2 separate regions of the Anas platyrhynchos genome follow, and region 2 is linked to region 1. A link is a contact called in public Hi-C data. All regions are on one chromosome and are shown on one strand. Each heading gives the region's core, a stretch centred on a gene start, on an enhancer-like site or on the middle of the called end of the contact. The rest is flanking DNA. Distances are from core to core; before and after follow the strand shown. Region 1 overlaps ST6GAL2 (ST6 beta-galactoside alpha-2,6-sialyltransferase 2). Region 2 has its middle 12 kb from the start of TRNAK-CUU.

Region 1 (3,635 bases), core at 182-2,681:
TTCAGACAAGCGATTCTGCTGACCCCCCTGGAATGCGAGGCCACAGAATCACATTTCTAAACATGGGCTATTTTAATACTCTAAGCAAAGCCTAGAACAATAAATAAATAAATAAAGCTAACTTTAGGACTGAAGGCATTGTACAGATAGAGAGAAGATTCAGTGTCGCAACTGGGTGAACAAACTTAATTTCTAATATATCAAAAAAAAAATACAATAAAATTCATGAGTACAATAACACTGTGCTCCTCACATGTTTGGCTCAGCTCACACAAACCACAAGGAAAGAAAAAGCTATTACTCCAAGTGACCCATTTCCCAGTTGCATTCTGCTGCTGCAAGATTGTTCCCTGCAGTACCTCAACGCTTCCCCCCCCTCCACTTCCAATTTTAAATCACTACAGGCTATGTCTTGTGGGAGTCTACTTTCAGTATATGACTGTTGTGCAACTTAGGTCTGCCCTCAAGTTATTGCAACCTGCCCACTCATCAGCGTTCAGATGTTTTGCATTTTTAAAGCAGCATTCTTCGCCTGTCTGAACTGCTTTCATCCCTTTTTATCATTTTCCCTGCTGTGTTTCCCCAGCACTTTTCAGCACGTGGCTTCCAAACCACTGTGTAAGTTAGTCTTTGCTCAGTCAGATGTTTCTCCTGCTGAATATACATTTCTTAGAGGATCAGCAAAGGAAGCATCTTTCAGAATCTTTTTTAAAAAGACAAGCTTGCAGGAAGTAGAAGCTATAAAGGAAGAAGTCCCTAATATTTTCCACCAACTCAGGCAATAAGTCTAACCATAATTTAAACATAACCCATATCAAAATCACATGTTTTTCTCCAGTTGTCTGTGTTTTGTTTTATCTTATCACTAGGAATTTACAAGAAACAGAAAGGGTTTAGTCTTAATTCAGGTATACAAATATGAAAGTTTCTAATTGTCTGCGATAACGTGTGCTTGGTGTAGCAGACTGCCTCAGCATGAAGAATTAGTCTGGACTCCTAAATTTGACATTCAGGTTGCAATCTGAAAAAGGAATGAGTTTCATTATTAATTATTTTTCAATCAAGGCAAATAATTTTTTTCCCCAAACACTTAGAGAGTCATACAGAACATTTGTATCAGTTGGCATGCACATGTGAGCAAGTACAGGATTACCTTTATCATTCAGCGAAAAATTATCTACATAAAATAAAATATCAGCATACACCAGTATATTTGCCAATGCTGCAAGTAAAAGGAGCGACACCAGTGAGAATAAATCAGAAAAACTTTACCCATTAACTACCGCAGGAGCTTATCTACAATCCCTTGTTGCAAGTGGGGCCTCAAAAAGGATACTCAAATCTCTTGAAGACCGGAGCTATGCAGGCAAATCTCTGTGCTGCTTTAATGTTTTTTTGCTCACAAGAAAAGCCTTGTCCTCCAGCAGTACAGCTGAGCTGGAAGCGAATTCAAGGTCATTACTGTATTAGTTGCAAGAGGACCCCTACAACCTCATAGGATCTTGAAGGCTGTGAGTGGAAAGCTGCAGTAAGCCCAAAGAAATATCAGTTTATCTTATCTCCCTCTGCACAAAACATCAAGTCAGCTCCCCCCCCTCCCCAGCCTCTGCGGCTTCTCACACCTCACCGTGGCTGCTTTTGGCAATGTCTGGAAGGAGAGGGCAGCCCCTCCTCACACTCCCCCCTCCCGCCGGCAGCAGACCCCTCTGCTACTCAGCAGGGGTCTCCCCCAGCATCACCTGGGGTGTGTGTTCACGAAGGCACTGGATCTCCGCTGCAAATAGAAATGTGTTTGTGTAGGAAACCAGAAATGACAATCGTAATGAGTGGCACTGGCTGACTGAAGAAAAACAGGTGGTTTCGTGAATGCAATTACTGAAGTCCACTGGATCTTTCAGGAATAAACCTCCATCTCTCTCATCTGTGCTCATCATACAGCTTTCAAGCTGTCAAAGCAAATCTATACAGAAATTTTAAAATTATTGTTCGTGTTGTTTCTTGTCTCCAACTTCAACACCCCTGCCTCAGTAATCCTCCCTGCTTACCAACAATGACAATGCTGAAGTCAAAGTTCAACCTAAAGAAGACCAGAGGTGCAAGCCTGAACTGGGGGAAAAACCCCAAGACTTAACCCAACCCAGTTTCCCATTCAGCAGAAGCAATAAAACACATTAAAAAGCATCTTTTGCCCCAGCATCTAAAGACTTCATTACAAATCTCCTTTCTGCTGGCCTCTTTCAATCATCAGCTAGTTTAAGCCCCAGCTGCAATATGGTTAGAGATGTTTCAGGCTGCTTGCACATAAGCTACGGAAAGCATGAGGCAAGGCACAAATCAGCACAGTGGTAAGAGAGGAGAGACTTACGTGTTTGCTTAACAGAAGTACTAAAATCATCTATGGAAAATAAAGGCAAACCCCAAGGGTATCTTCAAAGTATCCCAGGAAAAAAAATCAACTCTCCATTGGAAATTAAAGGCCGATTTTCCAAAAGCAGCACCCACTGATGGGAAATTTTATTTCACCACACTAAGATGCAAGATACCCCCTCCCTGTGTACAGCCTATTGTTTGGCAACAAGGAGCACTTCTAATTTTTCTGAAGTAGGCCTCCTGACTATTTCTTAAATGAGAAGAGATGGATGAGGGAGATTTTTTTTTTTTTTAATTATTATTATTCCTTTGAAACATTCCTCCCTTTCAACACTGTCTATTGTTAAATTAATTTGTATAGACCCCAACGGCTCAGAGGTCAGAAGGGTTCAAGTTGATGTTCTAAGCTGTGCACTGTTATGTTAAACAGGGTTTTTCTTGGCTGCAGCTTTGCAGTGAGAAGGTCACCTCGGGGTTATTTGGGGTAGCAAATGTTAGCTGTGGGCAACCCTTCCCAGAGGGCTGAGAATCAGACTGGGGTTTATTTGATGGAAAGCTTAGGCAGCCTGAACAGATAGCAAATGCTCCTTTAGTCTGCCTCATCTCTTAGTCAGCTAATTCCAGGGTATTAAGAAACCTCTGGCATAGGGCAAGACAGCTGGAGGCTGCATTTCCAGGGTGGGGAAGCACACTCATCCCCTTGTGTGGGAAGTGCCAAATTGGTTTTTAGCATTATCACATCATTTCTGTGGCGCAAGCTGTACAGTAGGCAGCAACAGACAGGCAAGCCTGTGGGGAGCGGTGACTGCCAAAAGATGTATATTAGTCACTTGATGGCCTGGGCACTTGTCTTATTGGCTGTGATGAGGCCTCCTAATTAATGAATCTCTTTTGGACAACTTCCTTGTTAGTCCTGATAAATCTGGCTACTTTCTTCAACGTTATTTTCAGAGGAGTCAGGCTGCATTCTCTATTACTTGTTTCAGAAGATGTTTTCTTAACTTGCTGCAAAGAAACATCCAAGTGATTCAATGATCTGAAGTAGGATATTTTTTTCTCTTCAGTATCACTCAGTGTCTTTTTCTTATCTACTTATCTTCTACTTAAGGAAGATTCCTTGGGAGGTACAAAAATGATGGCATTGCTAACCTGAATCATTTTTTTTAATGCAAGGCAAGCATCCCAAGTCAGGGCATTTAAAAAGCAGAGTCTCAGGTTCTTGTTTGCTCCTAAGGATGGATGCAGGCAGGCAGCATGCCTGCTTT
Region 2 (3,972 bases), core at 887-3,386, 340 kb after region 1:
CTGTACAGCATCAGTACACAGATGACAGCAGTCCTACTAGTTTAAAGCCAAGGTTGAAGGTTGTATAAATTATTTTAAAGCTTCATATCTGGTGAACAAGTACAGTGCATGATACATTCTCCATCCTTTACCAATAAAGCACAGGTACACAGTACATGTAACAGCATTTCTTCCACCACTACCTGAAGATGCTCGGTATAATCTTCAGGTCCATATTCTTTTCTTTTCACAATGTCATGATCTGGCTTCTTGTACTTAGCTAATATTCTTGCTGGAGCAGAAAAGCAACAACTTGACTTGCAGATCTCCAGCTGATGGGAGCTCCAAATTTGCATTTTGGAATGGTCCTTCCTTCATGCACTGAGTTGCCAGTTGTTTAGTCTAATGAGCATGCCTGTCAATCATATCCTGGCAGTCCTGTGCAGAGAAGGTTTGGTTTTATCTTTGCATCCTACAGAATTGCAGTATTTTGCCGAGATAATAAATCTGAAATCAAGAGGGAACACTTAACTGGTTCCAGAAGGTGGCATCTCTCTCCCCGCTCAAGTGTGTGATTGATATATAGCAGGTGAGAAAGTGAGTCTCAAGAGGGCAATGAGGGAAGTCTAATACTACTTTTACATCATGGTTAACCTGTAACAAGAACCCATTTAAGCTTGGAGATTTGATGAGCCTTTCAATTGTACATTTATTCAGATACAGATTGATTTTAAAATATGTTATCTGGCTCTTTCAAGGACAAGTGGTGCTTCTAATCAGTTCTGCCACAGAACTAGATACTGTTTACATACTCTAACTGCAGGCATCCTTGACTTCTGCAGATTTGCATTCCACAGATCAGTATTGATTTTTTTCTTCTGGTGCTGTTATGGTATTATAAAAGCAGAAGACTCATCTGCCAGCATTTGTGATTTTTTTTTTCTCTTTTTAGTGCTCTGTGTATTCCTGACATGCACAACGTTTGGTGGAAACATGCTTACTAATTGGTGTTGCTGGTGTGTTCTGCTGACAGGTGTGTTGTGTAAAGTGATGTTGTAGAGAAAAAGGAAATCAATGACTTTCTAGCAGTCTGTGCACCATTTCCAATATCTTCTACCCTTTGTCCAATTCAATATTCCAAAGGAGGCAAGAAACTGGGTGAAAAATCTATGGAAATAAAGTCATTAACTGCAATATAATGTATGCATTATGTATACATAATATGTTTCTAAATAAAGTTTTATATATGTATATGCTTAGCTTCTCTTTCTCTCAAAAGAACCCCAACATAGTGAAAAATTCCTGTAGCTGGAATTGCCAGAATTGTAACAGGGCTTGAAGCAGCTCCAACTTTCAGTGATGAGGCAATATCTACCCCAGGATGTCCAAAGGCAACGAACACAACTTGAGATAAAACCACAAAGAGGCAAAATGGTGCTTCTTGGCTTTCTAAACTGTGCCAACAGGCAAGGTCACAAATCAGATCAGGTAGAAACTGAAAGACATTCAACCAATTGCAGTGGTGTTTTAGGCAACACTTGAAAGGGGATCAAAAAGCAGTAATTTGTTACCAGTGTTCAAAGTTTCAGATTCTAAAAGGGGTAAGTCTCTGGTGTGTTTTTGGTTTTGTTTTATTTTTTGATATTTGAGTAATAAACACTGTGTCTCATTTTTCCGTGCTGGGATTTTGAGTAAGCTCTGACTAACATGGAAGCATTTTTTTAATTTAATTATAAACGTGTGTCCTGCAATTTTCAGCACCTCTTAGTCACAAGGAATAAGGTTTCTTAGGAGCAATATTACTTATTTCAGTGGCCAGCAGTGGAATAGACAGGGTGGTGTACTTTACACAAGTACATAGATTTAAGCTGATTGCTTTTAGGTCTGTAGCTAATTAGGAAATCTAGAAACCTCTGATACTAATCTATCAGCTTCAAGAGAAAATCATTGCAAGAGGAGACATTGTAGCAATCAAAACACCTTAGCACACAGCTGAGACTGTTGGGTATGGACAAGTCAGAACTGTGCCTCCAGTCTCCCTCTGCCACGCACAGGTAAAAACACACAACCGCAGATGGAAACCTTCGTTCCTATTTCAGAAGCAAGTGGTTTGATTGTTTGTCCGGCAGGTGGAACCCTGCTACTTCTTTTCCTGCCACAGCTTGGCTTGACAGCAGCAGGGAGGGACAGTTTGTGCTGGCTGGGCTGGGCACTGCCCGCTCTGCTCCTACTGCCAGCATCCCCTACAGATGTATAGGTGCTTCCAAAAAAAGGCAGGTGATGTTGTTTCCTGTGGGATGCATTTCATTGCCCAACAGCAAATGAAGTTCTGTAATACTATCAAAACAGAACAAGGCATGAAGCTCTTTTGACAAGTGTGTGCTTTTTTTCCCCTCCTGCCTGCAGGTAAGTAGGTCATCTATGAAGCCGTATGTTATTTTCAGAAAGGATTCACACTGCCCACATCAGTGTTTTCCCAGCTTAGCTACATGCCTCTCACAGACTCACAGAGTTTGGAAAGCACCTCTGAAGTTCCTTTACTCCAACCCTGTGCTCAAGCAGGGCCACCCAGAGCAGGTTGCCCAGGGTCAGGTCCAGGTGGCTTTTGAAGATCTTCAAAGATCTCTCCAGCATATTCTTTTCCAACAAGCAAGACAGAGCCTCCTCAGGTCCCACAGAAGAGGATATGTTTGGCTGGTCAAACTGGGAGATGCTGCAGCAATCACAATGGTACGTAGCAGCTGGGAAGCACCTCTGAGCACACGGCCCTCACCCAACAACACATCCTCACCTACAAACACATGGTCACCTGCTCTGCAACAGGAAAGGCTGGTCACTGCCAGAGGCTGAGGGCCAAAGAGGCTTTTCCAAAATGTGAGATGGCATGTTAGAACAGGGGCTCTGAACTTTCAGTGTGTAAGGTCAAGGTCTGACTGAGGAGAAACAGAAGGCAAGAACTCACAGAGGAACAGTCACCCTTACCTCTCAAGCAGCCCCTTTCACCAATGGAGGGTGAACGTTGTTCCTTTCTGTCATTCCTGTTAAACCCCCAGAGGTTTGCAGTGATTCAGGGAGTATCTGGCTAAAGAGCTCTAGGCCACTGATTTCAGTTTTATCCTTTGAAGCCTAAGCTTTCAACACTTTTCACAACACCCTTCTTATTTAAGCACAGCTTAAGACAATTGCTTTTCTAACACCATTCCTTTATTATTACTTTGCTTTCTCACTCTTTTTCTATATTCCCCATGGGGAATGACTCACTATTCTCCCTTTAAACACAACAAGTCATCAGAATATTGATTGTGTTTGTTTTTTCCTTTTAAATTATTTGATTGTTTAATATAAAATAATAACCTGTTCCTCATTTTCACCCATAAATTATTTGCTATTTGTATTTTTGCTAAGCTCCCTCATCAGCCAATTAGGCTTCCACTTCCCCTTCCCTTTCTCCTTTTCAATAAATAAGTCACTCTTACCTCTGGAATGATTTTAACTAAAAAGAACTGTTGTTCCTCACCATCTTACCTCATATATGACCTCAAGTCTCCCCTTCCCCCTCCACTCAGCTGCGTGCTCCACTAGCCTTTTACTTCTAAACTATATAGTTTTGCAAATACTTACCTGCACAACTTCTTTGCTCTCAACATTACTGCACTAGAAGTTTTTCCTTCACATTGCATACACTTGTGTGTCAGATTAATTTTTTTTCTAGATGGATTAGCTTCACATTTTCAACTTCTGCATCTCTGCTTCCCCAAGAGTACTTGGAGCCACTCCCTGGCCTCCTTTCTGTGAAGCTTTGTCATTCCCAAGGGCTTCACTGTTTAACACTCCTATTCTTTCCATTGTCTTCCTTTCTTCTCTCAGGCAGACCTGTCATTCCCTGGCTTGCCTCAAAAGAACAGATAATGTAAAGAATGAGAGATGTGTTTCAGGCTTTTTTTTTTTTGGATTTTTTTTTCATTATTCATTATTCTTCATGAGCTTACACCT

Evidence for each region. A called contact is a pair of places that touch in the nucleus more often than the background predicts.
Region 2: a contact with region 1 is called in a Hi-C map of F1 follicle, with 4 times the contacts expected there. The contact joins two enhancer-like sites. A contact is called at or near these places in 2 of 8 Hi-C or Micro-C datasets (F1 follicle and subcutaneous adipose tissue).

What each region holds. Positions count from the first base shown.
Region 1 is chr1:143,158,615-143,162,249 of IASCAAS_PekinDuck_T2T, forward strand. The region is part of intron 1 of ST6GAL2 (ST6 beta-galactoside alpha-2,6-sialyltransferase 2); the gene reads right to left. Among named protein-coding and RNA genes, the nearest start is that of ST6GAL2, 150 kb to the right of the region's middle. Within about 2 kb of position 1,432, at least 4 of the 8 cell types and tissues checked have an H3K27ac peak or open chromatin away from gene starts, as enhancers often do. A contact at or near this core is called in F1 follicle, where this site is marked.
Region 2 is chr1:143,498,210-143,502,181 of IASCAAS_PekinDuck_T2T, forward strand. No RefSeq gene overlaps it. Among named protein-coding and RNA genes, the nearest start is that of TRNAK-CUU, 12 kb to the right of the region's middle. Within about 2 kb of position 2,137, at least 1 of the 8 cell types and tissues checked has an H3K27ac peak or open chromatin away from gene starts, as enhancers often do. A contact at or near this core is called in F1 follicle, where this site is marked.